4 separate regions of the Mus musculus genome follow, and all the other regions are linked to region 1. Evidence: chromatin contacts called from public promoter capture Hi-C data. All regions are on one chromosome and are shown on one strand. The core of a region is the stretch at or near the end of the contact, and the rest is flanking DNA. Distances in the headings are between cores, read along the strand shown. Region 1 holds the start of Slc12a8 (solute carrier family 12 (potassium/chloride transporters), member 8). Region 2 overlaps Heg1 (heart development protein with EGF-like domains 1). Region 3 holds the start of Heg1 (heart development protein with EGF-like domains 1). Region 4 holds the start of Zfp148 (zinc finger protein 148).

What was found. Promoter capture Hi-C pulls out the DNA fragments that hold promoters and counts their contacts. Capture Hi-C pulls out chosen DNA fragments and counts their contacts.
Region 2: a contact with region 1 is called in a promoter capture Hi-C map of hippocampal neurons, with 4 times the contacts expected there. The contact joins the enhancer-like site here to the promoter of Slc12a8 in region 1. A contact is called at or near these places in 15 of 39 promoter capture datasets (the 3T3-L1 cell line, 3T3-L1-derived adipocytes, the SN4741 cell line and 8 more), 2 of 15 datasets of contacts at CTCF or cohesin (embryonic stem cells and pro-B cells), 18 of 484 Hi-C or Micro-C datasets (LSK cells, cerebellar granule neurons, cerebellum and 11 more), 14 of 115 datasets of contacts at active chromatin or transcription factors (VIP interneurons, astrocytes, embryonic basal ganglia and 4 more) and 4 of 9 other capture datasets (adipose tissue, embryonic stem cells, liver and 1 more).
Region 3: a promoter capture Hi-C map of hippocampal neurons shows a contact between it and region 1, with 5 times the contacts expected there. The contact joins the promoter of Heg1 here to the promoter of Slc12a8 in region 1. A contact is called at or near these places in 7 of 39 promoter capture datasets (the 3T3-L1 cell line, hippocampal neurons, liver and 4 more), 2 of 484 Hi-C or Micro-C datasets (cortical neurons and nephron progenitors), 8 of 115 datasets of contacts at active chromatin or transcription factors (the SCID.adh cell line, craniofacial prominence, embryonic basal ganglia and 5 more) and 3 of 9 other capture datasets (adipose tissue, liver and pancreatic islet).
Region 4: a contact with region 1 is called in a promoter capture Hi-C map of pancreatic islet. The contact joins the promoter of Zfp148 here to the promoter of Slc12a8 in region 1. A contact is called at or near these places in 10 of 39 promoter capture datasets (the 3T3-L1 cell line, 3T3-L1-derived adipocytes, HPC-7-derived erythroid cells and 6 more), 8 of 484 Hi-C or Micro-C datasets (the G1E-ER4 cell line, cerebral cortex, cortical neurons and 3 more), 4 of 115 datasets of contacts at active chromatin or transcription factors (embryonic stem cells, neural tube and pancreatic cancer cells) and 2 of 9 other capture datasets (adipose tissue and pancreatic islet).

What each region holds. Positions count from the first base shown.
Region 1 is chr16:33,515,072-33,520,725 of GRCm38.p6, reverse strand. Slc12a8 (solute carrier family 12 (potassium/chloride transporters), member 8) reads right to left here and starts at 2,531. Exons shown (of 13, transcript NM_134251.3): 1 at 2,350-2,531. The coding sequence starts at 2,397.
Region 2 is chr16:33,736,743-33,742,396 of GRCm38.p6, reverse strand. Heg1 (heart development protein with EGF-like domains 1) reads right to left here. Exons shown (of 15, transcript NM_175256.5): 8 at 4,114-4,172; 9 at 3,674-3,834; 10 at 1-35. Among named protein-coding and RNA genes, the nearest start is that of Muc13, 55 kb to the left of the region's middle. Within about 2 kb of position 2,961, at least 81 of the 459 cell types and tissues checked have an H3K27ac peak or open chromatin away from gene starts, as enhancers often do. A contact at or near this core is called in VIP interneurons, cerebellar granule neurons, cerebellum and 12 more, where this site is marked.
Region 3 is chr16:33,682,250-33,687,903 of GRCm38.p6, reverse strand. Heg1 (heart development protein with EGF-like domains 1) reads right to left here and starts at 3,438. Exons shown (of 15, transcript NM_175256.5): 1 at 3,049-3,438. The coding sequence starts at 3,292.
Region 4 is chr16:33,377,791-33,383,444 of GRCm38.p6, reverse strand. Zfp148 (zinc finger protein 148) reads right to left here and starts at 2,670. Exons shown (of 9, transcript NM_011749.4): 1 at 2,418-2,670. 1700007L15Rik (RIKEN cDNA 1700007L15 gene) reads left to right here and starts at 2,709. Exons shown (of 2, transcript NR_045709.1): 1 at 2,709-2,929; 2 at 3,066-3,591.

The DNA of each region.
Region 1 (5,654 bases), core at 1,282-3,781:
CATGTATAACATGGGATTAAGTAGGCAGAGTCCAGTAGGAAGACAGGCTATGGAATGTTGTATAAAACCCTTCGGCCTTGGCCTGTCTCTTGAGCACCATGGGGAGGAAGCAGCCTGTGGTTGTGAGTTATAGAGAAATGGATGACTAAATTCTCAGGTTGGCTTTAGGCATTTTAGTTTCAAATGGGAGTTAGGTGTGTGTGTGTGTGTGTGTGTGTGTGTGTGTGTGTGTATGTGTGTGTGTGTCTGTGTATCTAAAATGAACTCCCCAACAAGGGGTTGTAGATCTAAGTGTTACAGTCTGGTGGTCAAGGTTACACGTACAGACTGGGCTTAAGTGCTGACTCTGCACTTTGTGAGTTTGAGTGAGTCTCTTCACCTATCCTCTATTTTCTCACCTATGAAATGGCTTTAATGACTAAGCTTACTCTAGAGGAGTAAGAAAAATTAAGGAGACAATTCTTGAAAATGCTATGATAATACAGGACTTGGTTCATAGTAAGCATTCAGTAAACATTTAGTCCACATTTAGTCCACAGGGCGGCCGTATACATGATCAGAAGGACCAGCTGGCAAATGCACACGTGATTTAGCACAGCAAGGTCAGGCAAAAGAAGGACAAAGGCAGGAATGTCACATGCAGAATGACACCCGGGAGGAAGTGCTTCCCAGTGTCTGAGTCATGTTCTCCTCCTCTTAGTTCTTTTTTTTTTTCCGTTTATGAAAAGATATATCTTGTGAGGAAAATTACAAAATGAAGCTAAAAGTCACATAGCCTCTCCTTAGGAAGTCAGACCATGCTCTAGGTACCACCCGGTGGGCACCTCACTTAGAGCACAAAATTCGTGCCTCAGCATCCTTAACATCTAGACATCTTGCAAACGCTGATCTATCATATAGTGACAAAGACAGCAATTTTCTTCTCTGCTTCTGGTCATGGATGAAATGTAGCAGAGGGCAATGTAAATGTTTGAAGTAATACAAGCCATCCATTCATAAGCAGGCAAAGACCAAATCCTACTGGCTGTCTTAGAGAGCAAAAGCTTAGATGGGACTATGTCTTTCATAAGCCAACCTACCAATTCTCAGTCTAGAGCTGCGGCCACTAACTCCTAACACCAACCTAAATCATCCCAGGGTCAGTTACTAGGAAACTAGAGACCAACACTTAATCCAGAGTCCAGAAAAATTCTTCAGAGTGGCACACCCCAAACTGTTCACTCTACCCTGCCTTCACGTTCCTGCAATAATCCCCAGCAAAAGCCTTGGTCTTAGACTCCTTCCACTCCTGGCTTTGGTCACCTGACTAACCAGGTGCATCCCCTATGGTCTGGCACAGAATTTTTGAGGACTCAGAAATGAAAGCAAAGGTTTTTTTGTTTCGTTTTATTCTGTTTTTAATTTTGTTTTTAATGACACAGACTAGCACCAATGTGTTAACATATAATACTGTTACTTGGAGACTAGATCATCCCCCAACTGCATTACAAAGTCATTAACTGACTTCAGCCTAGTTCTGCCACTCCTTGTCATATGTTTATGGAGCATTTACCGCCTGCTGGTCAGCAGGCAGCACGCCTTCACTGGCATCTGTGCACACATGAAAAGGGTTAACATGTGGCTTGGATGCCCCTACCACCTCCGGACTTTCAGCTCTAGACCTTGTTCTTGAAATATATATTCTTTCTCCTGCTGAAGGGCTTACTCCCCTCTCTTGCAGTGCAGGAACACCTCCCTGCCTCTCACTACAAAGCATAAAGGAAACCCAGGGGGCAATGAAACACCAAGGTGACTGAACACGGATGGCAGAGACCCCATAAGCACCAAGGTGTGGGCTTTCATTTAAGGGATTAATCCTTCAATTCTATATCAACCATCGACCACAAATGGAATATTTTACACTACACACTACACACACACACACACACACACACACACACACACACACTAATAACCAACAAGAAGGACTTAATAAAAACAAAACCAGCAGACATCAGGGAGTCCAGAAACCCCCTGATTTCCGTAGATTAGCTTTTCTAGAAATAAACTTACCTTCTGACTTTGATCTGATTTGTTATTAAAGGGAGTTCATATCATTTGAGTCTCAGCCTCCACTCGTGGCATTCTTCCCATGATGGGGTGGAGGGCAGAGAGCGGAGTACATTACAGCTAATGCCAAAGGAGACTTTCTGCACGGTTAACTGCTGTCCGAGGTATTCCCTCAACGCCTAAGTAAACCTGAGATAACTGCTTTGAAAATACTGCACTGCCACAGACCCCCCCTCTGCTGGCACCTGTCTGTCTGATGGCCTCTGCCAGCTCCACCACCACCCCTGTAACCAGACTTACCTGCTGGGCTGCCTCGTGGAAGAGTTCTTGCGGAGACCTCTGGGCCATTCTCCAGGAAGTGAGGTTCTGATACTTTTATCTAGATAGGGAGACCACTCTGGAAAGCAAACATCACTCTGTCAGGCCAGGCCCTCCCTCCCTCCCTTGCTGCTTCTTGCCTGTCCAGCTTCCTCTGCACTGAGAAAGGTCGTGGGTGAAGTAGAAACCTTGTTGGCCCCATCTGGGGACTCCTCCCCACTGCTCTCTTCAGAACCTCATTTATGGTTCAGAGCCCGCCTGATCATTTCCCGTTGTCCTGGGGTCACAGGAACTCCTATAGTTCACTCCCTACTCCCTGAACTCCTGAATATTGGGGAATGGTCTAGGCTGACTGCTCAGCTGCCTAGCCCTTAAAGACATAGTCCTACACTCTTTTCCCCAGTGCCTTGGGAACCCTTTGTTCAGAGCAAGGACATTTGGGGTCTTGCTGGAACCCGTGTCTGGTGGTGAGTGCAGGCAGAGTGTACTGGAGGCAGAGCCAGAGGGCTGGCGGCTGTCTTGAGAGGCCCCTGGACCCTGGCCAGAATAGGGCAGGTAAGAAAAAGATGTCAGAAAAGTACAGTTCTGGCCCACCAGAGGAGTTGATCTGGCTTTCCTGAGGCCAGGGACCTTGCCCCATGACATTTGAAAGAAAAAAGAGAGGGAGGGAGAAGGGCTGAGGCAACTGGCCGTGCTCCCCATCCTGCAGGAGACTCGTGGGGAGAGGAATAGGGCAAGATTCCTTTGGGACACATCACCCTAAAAAGATCTGAGGGCTGCGGGATGAGGCTCTGGGCACCAGAGTCAGGTCCTTGCGACCCCAGCCACTCTTCCCCTCCACAGAGCAGTGCCCGCACCCTCACCTGCTCCTACTCAGGCTCCGGAGGCCACGCCCGCCCCACCCGGTCCTGCCACGTGGCCGCAAGCGCTCCTGGCCACCTGCCCTGCATCTCGGGCGACCCCGCCCCAGCGTCCGGACTCGAGCATCTGGACTAGAGACCCAGGCCCTGAGCACCCCCTGTCCGAAGGGCGGTGGTTCAGTCAGGTGACACCGAACTGGCAGGAAATGGAGCTTCCAGAATGCGGCCCGGGCATGCTGAGAGGCGGGGGTGGGGGGCTGACCCTCACCACTTCAGCAGGACCACTGAGCCACCTCGGGTTGCAGGACGAGGGGTGGGAATTAACATACAGAGAGATTAAATTATCTCCATTTTCAATCTGGCATAGTTCCTAAACCTTAAATAACTTGCCAGGCTTCCATGTGGGTTTCTGAGAAACAGGAGGGCAGCTGGGAGTACTTCCCACGCCCACAAGCCTTTGTGTGGAATCCCTAAAAATAGAGGCTGTTCTTTTAAAACAAAAGGGAAGGCAAAGCCCGGGAACACTGGTGGCGCCCTCTCCTCTCTTTGCTGCTCCAGGGAAGTTGTTCCTGTGAAGGTGTCTTATGTAAAGTTTGCAGTCTGGGCCATTTTAACAGTGTGGAAAATCTTGCTCCCAGTGTTTGGTGCTCAAAGATCCATCATCACTACACCCAAGACGTTTTTTTCATCACCCCATACAGAAAACACACATTCTGCCACTCCCCACCCATGGTGTCCCCATGCACTGTCTGTCTTTCTGTCTACTCTGAATATAACTGGCCTCTAAATGGAATACAACAACATTTATTATCGTTTTGTGCCTGGCTTGTCACACGTGAGCAGCACACCCCCAAAGTCCTTTCTATGTTGTATACATCAGCATACAAGCAGATTGGGTTTTCATTCCTTTGTGGGGTTTTGTTTTCAGTTTTGGCTTTACAATGCTGGGAGTGGAACCCAGGGCTTTGTCTTTTTGTTTTTGGGACTGCTTTCCCACGGAGTTATATCCCCAGCTTGTAGAGGAGTGTTAATAGCCCATCTCTGCAAAAAGCAAAACCCCCATTTCCACCAGAATGAATCACAGATTACCTGTCTTTGAGAAGAGGATGGACAGACAGAAGGATGGCATATTGCTAAGACTCATGACGTGGGCATCTCATCACCTGCACGGCCGGCTGGGAAAGCCTTCTTTCTTCGTCACTTTTTAGGTGGTTATAGGACACTCTTTTACTTTGCCTTTAACTAGGTTCCTGATTGCTGTCAACATCTGGGGAGCCTACTGCTAAGTATCAGCCAGAACTTTAAGAAATCCACACAGGAGAAAAGGAGACTCACCCCTCTTTTTTACCATTACTTCCTGCAATAAACTCTTTTCTAAATAAATGAAAAAAGAGTTTCCTTGAAAGCCTGTCTTCTAAACCTTAGGATAAATGTGTCCATATCTTTTTTTTTTTCATTTTATGGTTAAATAGAGAAACTCAGTTGTTTGTAAAGAAAAAGTATGTCCTGCTTTATGCCAACTTAACTTATAACCTGAAAATATGACAACAAAAACTAACAAAAAAAATGGGAGTGGTGTCGCACATCTTTAATCTTCGCACTAGAGAGGCAGAGGATAGCCTGGTTTAAAAAGTGAGTTACAAAGCTGGGCGTGGTGGCACACGCACGCACGCATGCACACCTTTAATCCCAGCACTTGGGAGGCAGAGGCAGGAGGATTTCTGAGTTCAAAGCCAGCTTGGTCTACAAAGTGAGTTCCAGGACAGCCAGGGCTACACAGAGAAACCCTGTCTCGAAAAACAAAACAGAAAAGTGAGTTACAGGACAGCCAGGACAGACAGAGAAACCTTCTCTCGAAAAACCAACCAAACAAACAAAACAAAACACCAAATAAACAAACGAAAGACCCAAAATGCTTGTGCCAAAAAATAGTATCTTCCATATTCTTAGAATGGACCATCTCCATTTCTAAGCTGCGATCCTCTGTGGCCTAAGAGAAGGGTGTCCATTGCCTTATTTACCTCTAATACTTGAAAGCATGAGAACCTAAAGTCCATTGGCAGAAGATGGATTAATTTAGGACAGCCAGTGCTTTAAATCAGGTGGTTTCCCATGTACTGACACGAACCTCGCCCATCACATAATGAATACAAACAGCAAGTTGCAGGACACCGTGAGTGATGTGCTGTAGCCCATATATGTGTCTATAGATGTATCGTGTGCACGGGAAACACCATCAATCTATTGGGTTTGTTTCTCTCTAGAAGGAGGAACCAGGGTTGTAAAATAGGAGTGGAAACCCACTTTGGTGGATACATCTAGAGTTTTACTGACTTGTTTTTCTTACAAGTACATGTTGGTTTAGATTCTGATGGAGGAAAATGAGTAAGAGTTAAAAAGACAGATAAAGTGGGGCCGATGGTATTT
Region 2 (5,654 bases), core at 1,712-4,211, 220 kb before region 1:
ACATTCTGGACTCTTCCGCTTACACAAGCTGCCCGCTGGGATGTGAAAAACAAGGCAGTGAGACCAAACCAAACCTCTTCTTCACACCTTATGACGCATGAACTTGCTATTTCAATAGGCTCAGGGGAGAGTTTCCCAGAGTCTTCTTGGAACCATAGTCCTCTGAGGCCCTACACAGTCTCTACCTCTTGTTCCCTGGTCACCGCCAGTAAATAAATATTCACAAGCATTCCCTATGGAGAAACCAAACTGAGGAAGGAAAGGGCGCTGCCCAACCTACAAATGCAGCCTGGTGTATTCTGTACCTTCACGTTTAAGGACTGGGAGTAAGGGAGGTGGGGGGTGGGGCTGGAACAAACCCAGAAAATGTGACCATGTTCTTAGGAAGTCAGGAGCTTGGACCCAAACCAACCAATACAGTCAGACCAGTCTCAAGTGGAAACATGTCCGGGCTCTGTGTCCTAGGGGCCCAGGACCACTCTGTGGTAAGGCAGCTTGCTTTGCTCTCAGTGTGTTGCCTTTTGGAGGCTTATTATAGAACGAGGTTTGTATGGTAATCTGATTCCCCAGGGTTGGCAGGAAGCTGTCTGTCTGTCTGTCTGTCTGTCTGTCTGTTTGTCTCCCCACTACAGTGTTAGGAAGGTTTATTCAGCACTGGATCTGCAGCACAGAGACCAGTAGGTGAGCATGTGCTGGGGTGGGGGTGGGGGTGGGGGTGGGGGTGGGGGTGGGGAAGTCCTACTGGCCTGATCAGTCGCTACACCATCACCAGGAGAAACAGGCAGACGAGGAAAGAACCCAGTTTTAAGGCTGGTTTTGTGTTCATTTGGGGGCTTTATTCATCTCATGGTTGATAAAGAATCAGCTTATTCGTATCAAAAAGCATTCACTGCTGGGCACATAGTCCTCTGGGAGGTTTTAATACGGCCAAGATAATGAAGAGTACATTTTACCACCCAAGATACACGTCAGTGGGCGCACAGGGAGAACAGAACTATGAAACCAACATGACAGCGGCTAATAACTTATCCTCACATGGCAGATGTGTGCTTCTGCTGTTGGGGGGTCAAAAGCAAGTTGAACCCAGGAGGAGAGTGGCAGGGGGATGGGAAGAGTCTGAGCATTGTACAATGAAAATTGGGTGCTAATTTTGTAGGCATTGTCAAAGAAAAGGCCCCAGGCTCTTCAGAAGGTGCCTGTTAATTCTGCAAAATTAACCCTTGCCTGGGCAAATTCTGGTGATGGGAGCTGACACCAGGGCTTGATGGGCCCCGTGTGGAATTCCCAGCATCCATCCCTCTTGAGGGTCCCGAGAACTGAGACTGACTGTCTAGCCGGGTGAATTAGGGCACAGCTTCATTTCCCAGTGCTGAATTGAATTTCCTGCCTTTATCAGTGGAAGCTGACATGTTAAATCTGGGCTCCTTTGTTTATTGTTTTTAAAAAAAAGTTTGTATTTAAGGGGAAATGTTTAAACGGAAAAATCTCACCAGGCAAACTTTGCAAAGCTGGCACCAGGGAGGAACTCAGCTTCCGGCACCTCACATCTGACTTCTCTGAAGGCTTTGCCAGTCAATGAGACTTAGCAGAGAAAAACACCTCCAAGTATAAGGAGTATCCAGGCCATCCTAGGCTGGGAAATCCCACTCTGATTGGGTATTTTCTGGAAGTCAATGTTAAGTTCTCCTTCCATCCTGCCCACTGATCTAGGCTGCTAACGAATATTCATTGCCAAAAGCAACCAGTTCCTGCCTGCTGCCAGATTTCTGCTTGAACAGGGAGGGCAGGCCCCGCCCCTCCAATGAGGAGTGGCTTTCTCAATGAACGTGTCTCATAAAGCCACCCAAAAGGACCATGCAGAATCTCACTTAAATCGATCCTTGGTGATGTGAGTCTTCTGCATTCACCGTTCCCATGGTCTTTCCTGGGCATAACATCCGTCAAGATAGACAATGAGTACTCAGTAAGCCAAGGCTGAGGCCATGAGGGGGGATTTCCAAAGTCTCTAAATCCCAGGAGACCATGAGGACTAAAGGGCTTTGAAAGGAGGGAGATGGACATTCTCTGAACTGAGGGGACAAAGCCCTTCTCGCCAGCGGCAATGTCCAGAGCATCCTAGTGCTGCCCGGATGCTAGAAACCCAAAGGTGTGCAGCACCTGCTGGTCTAGCCTCCTCTCTAGCTCCAGAAAAATTACCAAGAGCCAGAGCTGGATCCTTTGGCAAAACCTAGAGAAGATCTGGAGGAAAAACAGATGTGAGTCCAATTTTGGCTACTAGGCATGGCTGTCTTTATGCTCAAGGGACTGGAAGGGAACACAGTGAGGATGGCCTCCTCATGGGGACAAGAGTCTTTCTATAGGCCACATGGGGGCAGTCCAAGCAAAGCAGCTGGGTGAGCGAGCACTCCTGCTAGGGCAGGCTCTTGCGCATCCACACAATCTTGCCAACTTGATCTGCAAAGCACAGATGCACAAGCTGGCAACAGAAAAGTACCTTGGTCCAATGCTGACCACGCCAAATGCAGTCTAGAAATGGTTAGCAAACTGAAGGGTGCCTACCTCACTGGGAGGAAAAATAGTACCCTGGAGCCCTGGGCATGAGAAACAAAACCATACAACCAGAGAGCCTCAAAGTATCCAGCACCCTAGAACAGGGCATGAACTTTGAACAAAAACACTCCAACTCTGTTATGTTCAGCTCATTTCCCCCCAGTTACTAAGTAGCCAGCCCCCCAGAGCCTATCTCAGGGTGAAAGCATCAGCTCCCAAGCTCTGCAGTGCAACTGTTCACTCGAGGAAAGCTCTGGACCAGCAGTTACAACATCCTGACCCACTGGGAATGGCCTAGACTAACCAGCGGATATGGCACCAAAACCTGATACCTTCAATTTATGTCTAACATCTGGATGCCAGATGGGGGAGACTTAGCCTAAGCTCTCCTTCCTTTGCCAGACCTCAACCACTGGTCCAATGAGCTAACCAGAGTACACTTTGATCACCAAGAGGGACTAGCCCACTGTGTCTAGGGGCGGTTCTCATTCCAGCAAAGTGTTCTTCTCCCAGCTATAAAACTATCCCTGAAAGACGCAAGTCTGTCTTCCAGACTTGTCCTGAGTCACCTTTCTCATTGGCCTTACCCCAACACAGGGCAAGAGCCTCCGACCAAACAAGAACAAAGGAAGGGAGAGTCCTGTCATTACGGCACTCCTGGGAGCATCCTGCCATGCTCCCTCTTAGTCATTCTATGGTTTTATGATAGAAAACAAACAAAAGATAGGTAATACTGCATGAGCATAGCTCTTTGTTTTTTCTTAGTCATCACCATATAAAGATTGTTGGATCATTGGCAACTTGACAGACTCTATATGTCACTTTCTGTCTCCCCAGGAAGCGGGAGTAACAGCTTTTGGTTCCTTCAGCTCCTGTAATATCTTCCTCTCACCCTGGCACTGTATAGAAGAAAAGAAGGAGCCAGATACCAAGGAGCTGATGCTGTAAAAGGCCATGTGTAGACAGATGTGTGCACTGAGTGTCATGAAGGCTTGTGCTTATAACTTCTAAAGACAAGCTCTGTGAAGGAGCTTTTCTGGGCCTGAGTCCCCAAACCTCCCATCTCTAAGTCTATGCCTACCTGCAAGAGCAGGTTTCCCCCCCTAGAGGACTCCCATCTTACCTCGAAAGACCCGCCTCTGAGACCCCAAGAGCTGGCAGACTTCAGCAGAGGACCTGCAGGAGTTGACATATTTCTGGATCCTGTCTGCCAGGTCAAACAGTGTCACATTGGAGGCCAGGGCAAAGGTGGTTTTCAGTGAGATGAAAACTGTACTGGGCTCCCTGTGGGCAAAGTTAGCAAGGCCTTAACTGACTTGAAATGACATGTGGGTTCCAGGTAGCTTGCAAAGTACATGTTACTGCCATTCTCCACAGAAAAAATAGGAGAGTATAAAGGCCCAGAGACCGTGGTCTTGGGTTACCCGGTGTATTGGCTGTAAAACAGAGACTGGCTTTATTTTGATCACTCATTTGGGAACAGTACCACTTCACACACACACACACACACCCCCCCCCAATTCCACAGATCAGATCATAAGCAAAAGAAATTCTGTTTCTCACCTAGACACATGGGCTGTAGTTCGGATATAACCGGGCAATGTTGAAAAACACACGTTTAGCTGAAATGAAGAACCCGGTTGTCAGACAAAATCCTTGAGCCAAGAAACAATTTCCTATTTTCAGGATAAAATAGGTAGTTTCTATCGCCACCAAGGTATCAGCAGGCAGTTTGACTCAAAGCAGTGCGGCCTTTGTATCCCCGCCCCCCTCCTAAATATCTTTCTGTTGTTCCCCAGGGCAGATAGTGGATTAGTAGGGAAATCTCAGCAGGAAATGTTCAGAGCAGCATCCTCGAAAACAAAACATCTTCAAAGGAGAAGATCCCTTCTAAGACCCAGGGTTTCAAAAACAAAAACCCAGGCAGCTGTTTATTTGGACTCTGCATAGTGAACAAGTTAGCTGACAAAGCTCAGCTCCTCTTAGCTCCCCAGGTCTGACTACAGGCTCCTCAGAATCTACAATGATGAGTTGACCTGCCGCAAAGGTCCTTCCTCAAAAAGACTCTGTGGGAAATTACATGATGGGGGTGGGGTGGGGGGGTCAAGAGGTCTTTTGTTGGGAACACATTAGAGCTCTGTGCCTCCTGTTTGCCTTGTGCCCACGGAAAGCAGAAAGCCTCTGAGCAACACAACATGTTGTGTCCGCCTCCCTGACAGCGAAGCTCGAGATTCCCTTTAATGGAGCAGAGGACCTCAGCATCTCATCCCAGGTAGATCCACCTGCCTTCAGAGCCCTCTGACTTGGGAAGATGGAGTCAGCTGTGGAATGGTGCCAAACGGTTTGTGGGTTTGAATGCCACATTAATATAGCAATGATTTATTATTACTGCCATATTAACCTTTTACCTAGGTATGAGCAGAATGCCATCTTAAGAAAGCCCATGCTAATGCTTTCTCTGATGGTCATTTAATTCTTCACTGCTAGTTGGGGTCAGGTGTGTCATGGCCCAGTGTATCCTATGGAGATACTTGTCCAAAAAAAGAAACAAACCAACCAAGCTAGGCAAATTGCTTAGAAGGACTACACTATTGCACAGGGCTCTAACGCCCTACAGTATGTTACAAGAAAATATCTCCCTTCAGAATAACCAGGAGGCAGAAAGTATCTCCCTACAGAATAAGCAGGAGGAACAATGAATCTCCTTTGGCTAGAGACGCCATGCCTCTGCCCCTACAAGGCAGTTTCTGAGCTCTTATTCAGAGTGTCCTGACTGACAAGAAAAACTTGGTTGAGCCGAGAGTCCTGGGTCATGCCAGAATATCTGGCATAGCCCCTGTCACTAGCCATGTGATCACACACAATAGAGGGAACTCTGGGTAATATGACATCATCTTAGCCTCTAGAGGGCGTAGGGCCTGAAGTCAGCCACCTGGGCAGTCAACCTTGTCTATAAGGCGACGTTCAAATAAATGCTTCAGACCTCAAGGCTCAGGTAAGCATTATGGCTGGCAGAACTCCATATAGTTAGTCCACACTGCTGCCGAGAGGTACAACAATGTCAGCAATACCATACTGACACAGCAACTAGAAGCTCTGCATTT
Region 3 (5,654 bases), core at 2,189-4,688, 170 kb before region 1:
ATGTGGCTTTTCAGCACCAAGTCTCTCTCTCTACTTGTGACAACCTCTGTCAGAGAAGCGGTTTCTAGATGCCCAGATCTATCTCTCAGCCTCAGCCAGGAGGGTCACACTTTCTTCCCCAGCCAGCCTTCATAGCACCTTGCAGTGGTACTGTGGCAGCCTAGCTAAAGGATGAAGTTGGGCTACAAAGTTAGAGCAATTTAGGAACCACCATTTAACAGCTCAGAAGGGGCTGGGCTCATGGCTCTCTTCCTTTAGGGAACCACATTTCTGTAAGATTATTATTCCTTGGGCTGGCTGCTTAATTTAACAAGGCAGCAGCACCATTTCCCCTTCGGGTGGGGAAGTTCTTTCGGAGGATTCTCAGTCTAAGTCCAGCCTCTTTCCCACCTCCCCGCCCCGCAGCTCTCACAATGAAAGTGTGGCCTGTGGACTGAAAAATTAAACTTAGTTCTCAGCCCGGAGCGATGGCTCTGGGGGACCCTCAGTCATAGGAAAGCCAACACAGAGAGAGGAAATCTCTAGCTCTCAGTCTCTTTTCATTGATGGCTGAAGCGGCAAACACAGTGGAACCCGGTGACAGGTGGGTCACAAAAGCCAAATAATGGCTATACAAACAGGGGGCAGTTCTCCCTGGAGGACAGTGTGACACAAGCAAACAGCCCACAAATGGAATGCAAACACAGCCACCCAGCAGTGGGAACCTTGAACTCTCTGGGGAGAGAGGAGCTAGAAGGACCCTCTGAGAAGAATTAAGTCTCTGCTACTCACTGGGGAATATTTGGAAGCCCAGACCGTGATGACCAGGCACTGGCCACCAGCACCCCCAGAAGAAGTGGCTCAGGGGACCCAACTGTCAGCTTAAGGGTATTATTTGTGCGACTCAAGGTTCACTACCATCAAGAACACTCATCTCCCTAAACACACACACAAAAAAAAAAACAAACAAACAAAAAAAAAGTGGATGCAGAGCATGGGTGACCATCTGCCCGGGTATCAGGGAGGCTGGATATCTGCAAAAGGACCACCAAGGATTTCTGCAGATGTGAGGGCCTAGCAGTGTGTAATGGCCAGCGGGGAGTCGGGAGGAGATCAAAGTGGGCCAGGAAAATTTTAAGAGGTTGCTACAAAACTCCGGCTCCCTGAGGTCGCTGATTGTTGTTGTGTTGTAGCTGCTTGTTTGCTGTGTCCTTTTCCTATGTGACATCGTTTGAGGCACTAACAGAAACCTGAGAGGCAGTGCTTAGATCTTCGGCCACACTGATAACTTCTCGAAGGTTTCAACAGGTCATAGAGTGCACCTCTTCTAACTTTACCTTTTAAACACCCCTGCCCCAGACTGGGCCTTAGAGCAATAGAGATCAGGAAACCTTAAAAGAAAGTCTGGATTATTCTTGTTCCTTCCTGGGTTCTTCCTTTGCCTCTATCCTGCTTTTCCCCAAACGAACAGAACAGAGCAGTTCTAGCACCATGGCTGTGAAGGCCCGGCTCTCATAAGGCCCCTATTCTTACCTTATCTCCCCTAACTCAGGTGCTACTATAGCCTGATGCTACACTCACACCTGTGTGAGCCTGGAACAGGCTCTGCCATTGGAAGGAGATTCCTGTGCCAGCCTCAAGCTGGAGCCCAGCATCCCTGCTCCCTTCATAGCCCCTCACAAGATGGAGCCTTCAGCCTGAGTACCAGTTAGTGGCACCTGCCTTGGGTTCCCAGGTGGCCATCTGAGTTATCAGTTCCTTACACACAACTGTATCTAGAACAGTAAATGTCTTCAAAGTTCTCAATTCCTTTCTCTGAAAATCAGTCATCAAGATTATGGAAGTTGGGGCTGCACAGCATGTCTGTAAAGACCTTCAGCACAGCTTTCCCTCCCTTTATTCACCCTTCCTCAGTTTCCCTGTCTTGGACCAGTGACTCAGAAGTTCACAAGGCTAAGGCAGTCTGCGGAGGGGAGATTATGGTTCAAATGAGGCTTTATGAGGGTAGAAAAGTTTCTCTTATTCAATTCTAGGAAGTAGTACCTCTATGTTCTAAGGATGAGCAAGTTGGGAGAAAGTTTGTAAAACATGTAAGATGGACAGACAGACAGACAGACAGACAAGAAGTGGAAACTGGACAAAATCTTGGCAGTCCCAGTGTGGCAACAACAGAGCCCGATGTGTGCCCTCTGCCTCTTACGGGAGGACAAATGGCTAACATCACCTAGGCTGGTTTGGTTCACAGCACTTTCTACTATTTTTACTTTCATTTTGTCACCTCTTGTCACTTGGAGGCAGGGAGGAATGGGGCCCCTCCATTCCACAGATGGGGAAACTGAGAGCCAAAGATGAGACACAGCCAAGGTCGTGTGGGGGTTACATTAGAATCCCACCCAGGCCGTGGCATTTTCTTCCAACAGAAAAAGGAACTAGAAACAAAGGAGGCAGGCACAGGAGCTGAGTCCCCATTCTGTGACCAGGACAGGCAGTGCCTGCCTGCACAGCAAGCAGCTGGCTGGGGGAGGAAAGGGCCCAGGACAGTCCAGAGCCAGTCAGTGGCTTCCAGGGGTTTGACCTTGCAGCGCCCCCAGCCCCATCCCAAGTAACCCTGCTCCTAAGGTTAACTGGGTAGCTTTGTTTTAAAGCGCACTCTTTGTCCTTTATGAAGTCCTAAGTACTAGAAGCATTCCAAACTCCGAAATCCGTTATTTACTTATACTGGAAAGTCAGGCTTTAGACCAGGAGAGACCAGTTCTAAATCTGGGGGTTGGGGGCTGAAACCGAGGGACAACAGCCAGAAGTTACCACTCCCCACGAGGTGAGAGGCTCTTTGGGGTCTTCGTTTTGTAAAAGTGAGAAGGGTGTGGGCTAATCCAGGAGAGAGTTTTCTTCCAAAGCACAGGGAGGGAATGCATGTGAACATTTTATATTCCAGTGGCCAGGGACAGCGTTTCTCCGTCCTGGGCCACCCTCAGGGTTCCACCCACGAGGGTCCACGGAGCCTCGGCCGGGATGGGGCAGCCGCGAAGCGCCCACGCCCCCTGACCCTCGCTGGAGACTCTCACTCACCCGCGCTCACGCCTCTGGGGACACGGCCGGAACGTCCCCGCCGGGTCGCGACGCCGGGTCCGGGGGCCGTATGTCCGGCGCCAGGCGGCGAAAGCGGTCCCGCGACCGGGAGGAGTGTTCGATGGGCCGGGGAGGGAAGGGAGCCCCGCGCCCCGGGGGCAGCGGGCGGCAGCAGCAGCAGCGGTAGCAGCAGCAGCAGCAGCAGCGACGGTGGCGGCCACCGCGGGGCGCGCGGCGTGGCCATGGTGGCGGCGGCCGCCCGCGCTCACATGCCGGGCGCCGGGCCGAGGGCGGCGGCGAGCGGAGCGGGGTGCGAGCGCGCTCTCAGCCGCAAAAGTTGTGGGAGCCGCGGGAGGGCGGAGGCAGCCCTGGTGCTGCCACACGCCAATCAGCCCGGGCGGGTCGCGGGGCGGGCGGCTCCTCCTCGGTTGACATCACCCGCCCCGCGCGGGGGCCCGGGGGCGGGGAGAGGGCAGGAAGAGGGCGGGGGCGGTCTCGGTCTCCCGGGTGAGTTCACGGAACCCCCGGGTGAACTCATGGAGCCCCCTGCGACTTTTGTTACAGGGCCCACACCCTGGAGTATCGCTTTGGCTTTTGGAGAAATGAAATTGGGGTGGGGGGCACTTTCCCAGTTCCTTAGCCACACAGTAGGTCTGTGAAAAGTAGATTCTGGCGGTGTAATTGACATCAGGTGAGTGAGTATACAGAGAGCTTTCAAAAGACAGAGAAGTGAATCCTAGACCCTGTTCCATACGTGGACCTGCATTGCCCTTAAGGATCTGAAGAGGCCCCAACCCACTGCCGCCCTTTTGGGTCCCCAGAATTGGTGAGAAGATTTGCTTTAGCCAGGGCGGGAACCCTCATCTTCTTGAAGGCTCAGAAGCCTGATTTCCTTCCCACGCTATCTTTGGCTTACACCATAGTTCTTCAAAGATGTCACTGCTGAGACACCCAAAGAGGCCAGAGGGAAGAGAAAACTGAACCGAGTCTGGGGCAAGGGAAAACCCATAGCCAGGAAAAGGACAGCAATTTGCAAATTAAACATAAAAAAAAAAAAAAAAAAAAAAGCAGCCCACACAGAAGTTAAAAAGAAACCTTTAGGGGAGATGTTCCAAGACAGAGTGTCAATAAATTTGCTTGGTAAGTAAAATTCTGTGTGTGTCCCTATTCCCTCCCTTCCTAGGAGACAAATGATACAATGTCCAGATTTTAAGACCCAAATCTCTTTTCTTTGTAAGTAAAGAATGAGCAGCTCAAAATAGGGGGAAATAACTTGCTTAAGAGTTGCTAAGAGAACCAACAACTAAAGGATTTCTCATTGAATGACCATGTGGCTTCGTGCTTACCTCATAGCTTAGAGTTGTCAATAATTCAGACAATATCTCATCCAAACTGAAAACCACAGATCCCTTGGGATGCTCTCAGATGTGCTAGGGTTCTTTGTCTGTTTACCAAATGTTCAGGAGACAGGCTTGTCTCTTTCCCCATGTCTCTGCCTCTCTCTGTCTCCAAGCCTCCATGACCCGCCTCCAGGGGAACGATCAGATCATAACGTCCAGCGCATCGGTAGATGGGCCTAGACCCATTTTCTGGTGACTCGGTACAAGTGAGTCACTTGGCAGGACACAAAGGATGCTCCGTATAAACAAGTTTACCTTAGACAAATGAGCCAAGAGTGGAGAATTGGTTTGGGTTAGGGTTTATAGAACCACAAATGAAACCTAACTTTTCAGGTCTCACATGAAATGCTCAGTCCTCTTTCTTTCTCAAACAACAACAATCCAAGCATGGCCCCACCTCCTGACACAGCTCCCCTGTTAACAAGCAGGACTACACAGCAGCCCAGTCCCATCTGGCTAAGCTCAGTACACTGTGCTCTGAGGTTCTGGTCACCATAGCTTCCTCCCTTGAACAGAAAGGAGGACTAGTTAAAGGCCAGGACATGCTTTCAGGCAAACAGGAAGGCTTAAGGGTTTAAAGGCCTGTCTGGGCTTCTCGTGTGTATTCAGAAAGCTCGCTTGGGAATCTTGCCTTTGCCTCCGGTGCCCAAGGGCATCACACCTGCCTCCTGCCCCTCCCTTTAAGTATCACAGATCTGTCTTTCTACCTTCTACCTGAACTTCCAGAGGAACTGCCAGCCTAACTGGTGGATGAAGGGCTGCAAAGATGTTGCTGGGTCTTAATACCTTTCCATCTCCTAGGACAAAGCAAGAGGGATTATCAGGGAGGCTATACTTGCGTCAGGAACTTGCAAACAGCTGCCAGCTTGCTCCTAGAATCTTTTTTCCCTGATTTCTTTAACTGTGACCTAGTCCTTAATTATTTCATCTATAAAACACATTGTCCTAGATGATTGATAAGAAGTGTTCTATCCCAGTGTTTTAAGGTTCAGGGGCAAGGCTATTAAAGCAGGTGCCTTAAGGACACATAAGCCAGGGCCCAGTGAAACCATCAGACTGGAGCACTTTATGGGTGCATCTGAAAGAAAGGTTTGTTGTAAGTATGAAAGAATAACCAGAGGCACTCAGGAAGTCTAAAGTAGCCATGGCTGCCTCTCAGGGACAGAAAGTACAAGAAGAGAATCAGCTCTGGGCAGGGATAGCTCT
Region 4 (5,654 bases), core at 1,421-3,920, 140 kb after region 1:
CTTTTTTAAAATGGCCAAAGAAGCAGCTAATAAGAGTGCGTCCTGCTCTTCCAAAGGACCCAAGTTCAGTTTCCAGCACCCACATCAGTCAGTTCAAAAATGCTTGTCATCCCAGCTCCCGAGGATCCAACATTCTCTTCTAACCTCCTTGGTTACCCTCACATCCATGGCATATGTTCACATAGACAAATACATATGCATAAATAAAAATAAGATCTTAGCTGGGCGTGGTGGCGCACACCTTTGCTCCCAGCACTTGGGAGGCAGAGGCAGGTGGATTTCTAAGTTCGAGGCCAGCCTGGTCTACAAAGTGAGTTCCAGGACAGCCAGGGCTATACAGAGAAACCCTGTCTTGAAAAACCAAAAAAAAAAAAAAAAAAATCTTTTTAAAAGTGAGCAAATCTAAATGCACTAACCGGAAAATTTCCAAGTTTTTTTAAAAATAAAAAAATCCAGTTATTTCTATAAGAAAAATTATAATGAAAGAAAAAGGAATGAATATACCTGAGTTTCCTTCCCCTCTCCCGAATGTTACCCCATCCTCCCCATTATTCTCTTTTCCTTCAACTGCCATGAAAAAGATCTGTCACATTTAACATACTCGTCTTCCCTTCAGTTGAAATGATACCACAACACATTATGTAATTTCTCTTAATAACAAAAGGTGACCACTATCCAAATAGAATTTAACACATTGTTCTAGCCGGGCTGTGCCTTTAAGGAGGCACAGGAAGGTGGATTTCTGAGTTCCGGGCCAGCCTGGTATACAACAGCAAGTTCCAGAACAGCCAGAACTACAGAGAAACCCTGTCTCAAAAAAAAAAAGCAAAACAAAACAAAAAGGACAAGACTCTGTTCTCACCCAGTGTTCCTTCTTGAAAAATGTGGTCTACTGTGCATTCAGGGAGTGCAGAACTTGGTTTCCTAACATAGGGACTGTCCCTCCTCATGAGACCTCGACTCATCCTGTCACTTCAGATTTCCTTAGGCATTACAACCACTCCTGACCTCCTTATAAGCTAAGATAACAGATATTCTAGATGCTCTGCCTACATTTTGCTTGCAGATGTTATTTTCTTTAATAACATCATGCCTCCGTGAAAGAGTACACCCGGAACTGTGAATGGAAAAGGATCTCCCGCCAACCCGAAGTATAGAACTAGACAAATGGAGCCTTCAAAGACCAGACTAGAATGCACCAACTCTTGACCCGGACAATTACAATCTATGTCCTGCAACCTAGGCTGAAATACGGCACCAGCTCTTCTGGTGGTACCATATAAGCTAGGCAGTGAAGAAGAACACCGCCAGGCCACGTTAATTCCTATTCCACCGTCTTCCAGGACGGTGTTCATCCACCCTCCGGTAACAGACAATACTCCAAATCTGCTAAAATTCTCAACTCCGTGGCCTCAAGAATGCCCAGAAGCCAGGCGGTTTCTCAAGGTCTCTTTCAAAGATTTTTCAGTTCACTAGTGCGGCACTAAAATGTCTCAAACCAATCTACAGGCTAAGTGACTAAATTCTCAATGACCCCCAACCAAGCGGGGACCCACACTTACCGGATGTCATCTACTGAAGAGCCCAAACAGGTTCCGAACTAGGCCACTCTGGCCCATCTGGAATAACTCTTTAGACCTTGGGCCAGCATTTGATAATTATGCTACATCTGTCTATTCTATTATGCATTCTCTGCTTCTTTTCCAATATTTAGCACTCCTCTGGCTTCAAACGCTCTTCCTTCTATCCGTAGAAACTACTCTAGCCTTCTTCCCCTTGCCTTGGAAACGCTTCGGTTCTTTCCATAATGAAACACCTAACGTATCTGCACAATGAACACCCTCAGAATCCTCAAGACTGCTCCACAGCCACCCCCGGCATTCCTCCACCTATCCGGCATCTTCCCCTCCGGCCCCTTTCTCCCCTTTCGCACTCCTACTCGGCTTCCTGCAAGCAATCCCCTTTTCACCAGCCCCTGCCCTTCCCTGCAGCCAACGAGCACACCGAGGCAGCAGCGGCGACCGAGGCCTGCGGTGCAGAAAGCACTGCACCAAGACGGCGGAGAACCCCAGGGTCTGGCCGGCCTCGTCGCCCACAGCCTGGCACCCCGAGGCCTCCCCGCGTGCATCCCACCTTCCTACCCGACACCGGCCGCAGGCCTCGGAGGCCGCCCGCTCTCTCGCCTCCGCCGCCCCCGTCATTCTCCGTTCTCCAAGCCCCGACCCACCATCCTCGCGTCCCCAGCCCCGCGCTCCCCGCGGCCTGCGCCCGCCGCCTCCCGGGCCGCCCCCCGGCCGGCCGGCCCGCCGCTCCTGCGGGTCACACCGTCGTCGCCGCGCTCCCCCCCCCCCGACCGCGCGCCGCCCCCTCCCCTCCCCCGCCCTCCCGGGCCCAGGCCTGCCAGGCCGAGCGTTTACCGCGGGGCTGGCGCCGAGGCGCGCGGTCACTGACTGCAGGCGGCGGCGGCTCCGACCTTCCCACGGGCCCGACGAGGAGGGCGAGGGGGAGGGGAGAGAACTTTTGCTGTGGCAGCTCCGGCGACAGCTCCCACCCCTGCGCCTTTCTCCTCTTCCTCCCCCTCCTCCTCCTCCTCCTCTTCCTCCTTCTCTTCCTCCTCCCAGAGCAGTCGAGAGGCAGACATGGCGCGGCTAGAGCGTCGCCGCGGTCGCCGCCGCTGCCGGCGCGGTGCATTATGGGAAGCATCGCACACAGGAAGCGCTCCGGGCCGCCGGCCCTCGCTTGGCGCGGAGACCTGGCTGCGAGACCAAGCGTGGCTTTGATTCTGGCGCCTGCGTGTCAGCAGCGCGGCGTGGCCGGGAAAGCTGGGCCCCGCTCTGGGGGTCCCCCTGATGGGCCTGAGAGGAAAACGCTTTGAAATTGATGGGAGCTGGGAAAGCCACTGAGAGGGACGTCCTCCCCTTGAGGCTGGGTGCGTGCCTGGCACCCCGAGAAGTGAAAAATGGGGATTAAATAGCGGCCCAGGCCCTGGGAAGTGGAAGGGGCGGGAACGTCGATGAAGGGTTTAGCCAGGATTTCTTGGATCTTTCTTTTATTCTCTTACCTAGCCTCTCCTCTTTTTCCGGAAGATGCTACCCTGCACCCTTGAAACTAGAAAACCTGGTTGGAGTCTGCAAACCGCGATGCAGGATGTGGGCACCGAGAAAAAGCAAGAGATCCCAGTCAGGACTTCGTTGGCCCAAACCACGGTCTGCATGTCAGCAAAGACTTGGTTATAATCTCTGCATACCTAAGATTGCTTAGTTGAGCCATCTTTTGGCAGCCCTTCGACGACCTTCACTAAATCCTGGTTTCTTAGGAGCGCCCTCATTTAACACCAAGGCCCTTTAGTTGCCTATACAAAGGGAGGGCTTACAGTTAATGACCTTTGTGCCCACACAGTAGTACAAGGTCAGCTAACTTAATGTGCCCAGTGAATGTCGATCGGGTTATTGGGAACTTCCTGAGAGATGGAGCACCTTCGTTAGGATTTCTGTTTCACAATCTCAAGGCTTTATTTTAGCACCTCTCTGCAATACTTAAACATAACCTTTGAGGTGAGAGGGAAAGGACATTAAAATATCTACATAACCATTTCTGGAATTCTCTCCTTGTCCACACCCACCTCCCCACCCCTTGAATGTTCATTTGAATAGGCTTTTTGGCCAAACTCCAAACTCCCGCATTATGCACTTGTGATGACACTGAATTAGATTACTGTCTGCAAGGTTAATATTCCCTCAGGCGTTAACCTTAGTAAACCGCGACGCCTTTTGAAGTAGCTGAGGCTCAGAAGTTCAGCTGAATTCAAACACAGTTAACTAAGAAAAGCAGGGATGAGCCCACAGCCTCACAATAAACTCTACTTGAACCTTCTCCACTAAAAAAATATAAATTTTAATAAGATGACAGTGCATATTCTGAATGCTAATTGTAACAAAACCGTGATACAAGCTAGAGCAAGGGACAGTTAGCTGGAGGACAGCCTTCTGGCAACTTCTAGCAACTGCAGTGACATCAAATTCAGATGTATTTTTAAAAAGGGAAGAGAAGAAAAAAAAAACCCTCTGGCAGCCAAGAAGCTAACTTTTAGGTTTAAGCTGTGGTAAAGCTAATAACTAGAAAGAGCTAAAAGCCTAGGGTCACACCCAGTGGACTAAGATGAATAGGGTTGCCACTAGGAATACATCTCTTTGTTTCTGAAGAGAATTAAGACAAGGAAGAAACAACCATCTAAAATGGGCAGAGTGGAGAAGACTACTGACCATGCCTTCAAAGTAAGAGTGATTGAAGGCTCTTGAAATTCTTGCTGGTCCATTTTTTTTATCCAGACTGCTGCTGCTTACCTTCCAATACCAGTCTTGGCCACGCAGCTTGCTTCCTTTCCATCTTAAATTTCTTCCACTCACCCACTTTAAAACAATGAGAGACAGCCATAAGGTAGTGACGTTAATCCCAGCACTCAGGAGGCAGAGGCAGGGGTATCACTTGAGTTAGAGTCCAGCCTGGTCTACAGAGCAAGTTCCAGGACAGCCAGGGCTTCACAGAGAAACCCTGTCTGAGATGGCTCAGCATTTCAAAGCACTTGCTGCTCTTTCAGAGGGCCCAAGTTTCCAGAGCACCTGCACACACATGGCAGATAATATGCACAAGCACACACCATGAATAAAAATAACTCTTTAAAACAAATGAAGGATCAGCAAGGGGGTTCAGCAGGTGACCGCACTTGCTTCACAAGATAGCAACCTGAGCTCAACTCACACTAAAAGTAGATGGAGAGAATCAATTCCACAAAGTTGTTCTCTTTTTTTTTTTTAAAGATTTATTTATTATTATGTCTAAGTTCACTGTAGCTGTCTTCAGATGCACCAGAAGAGGGCATCAGATTTCATTACAGATGGTTGTGAGCCACCATGTGGTTGCTGGGATTTGAACTCAGGACCTTCGGAAGAGCAGTAGGTTCTCTTAACCACTGAGCCATCTCTCCAGCCCCAAAGTTGTCCTCTTAACATCCACAGGGGCACCCCTAATGATAAATTTTTAAAATGACTGTACACTTATACGAAGTTACAAATACAGGGCAAAACAACTCCTTTATCTCTTCACCCAGCTTCTCCCAATGGTGTGATATAAAACTATGGAGAGCCATCAACAGCAGCAGATTGGCAGGAGCCTGTTACGTAGTGCCCACAAAACCGGGCAGTATCTGTGACCTTTGAACCCATGTGCATCCTCCAGGGGTTTGGTTTGGTTTGGTTTGGTTTTTGGTTTTTCAAGACAGGGTTTCTCTATGTGGCCCTGGCTGTCCTGGAACTCACTTTGTAGACCAGGCTGGCCTCGAACTCAGAAATCAGCCTGCCTCTGCCTCCCGAGTGCTGGGATTAAGGGCATGTGCCACCACACCCGGCATGTGCATCCTCATGTGTGTTTAGAGTTTACCTCCATCCTATGTAGGAGCACAGGTCTGTCCCCACAGTGAGGACAGAACCACTCCTTACCAGTTTGTGGTAGTGCACATCTTTAATCCCAGCATTTAGGAAGTAAAGGCAAGTGGACATACATGAGTTTGAGGAGAGTCTGGTCTACAAAGCAAGCTCTAGGAAAGGACAGCCAGAGCCACATAGAGAAGCCCTGTCTTGAAACAACACCACCACCAC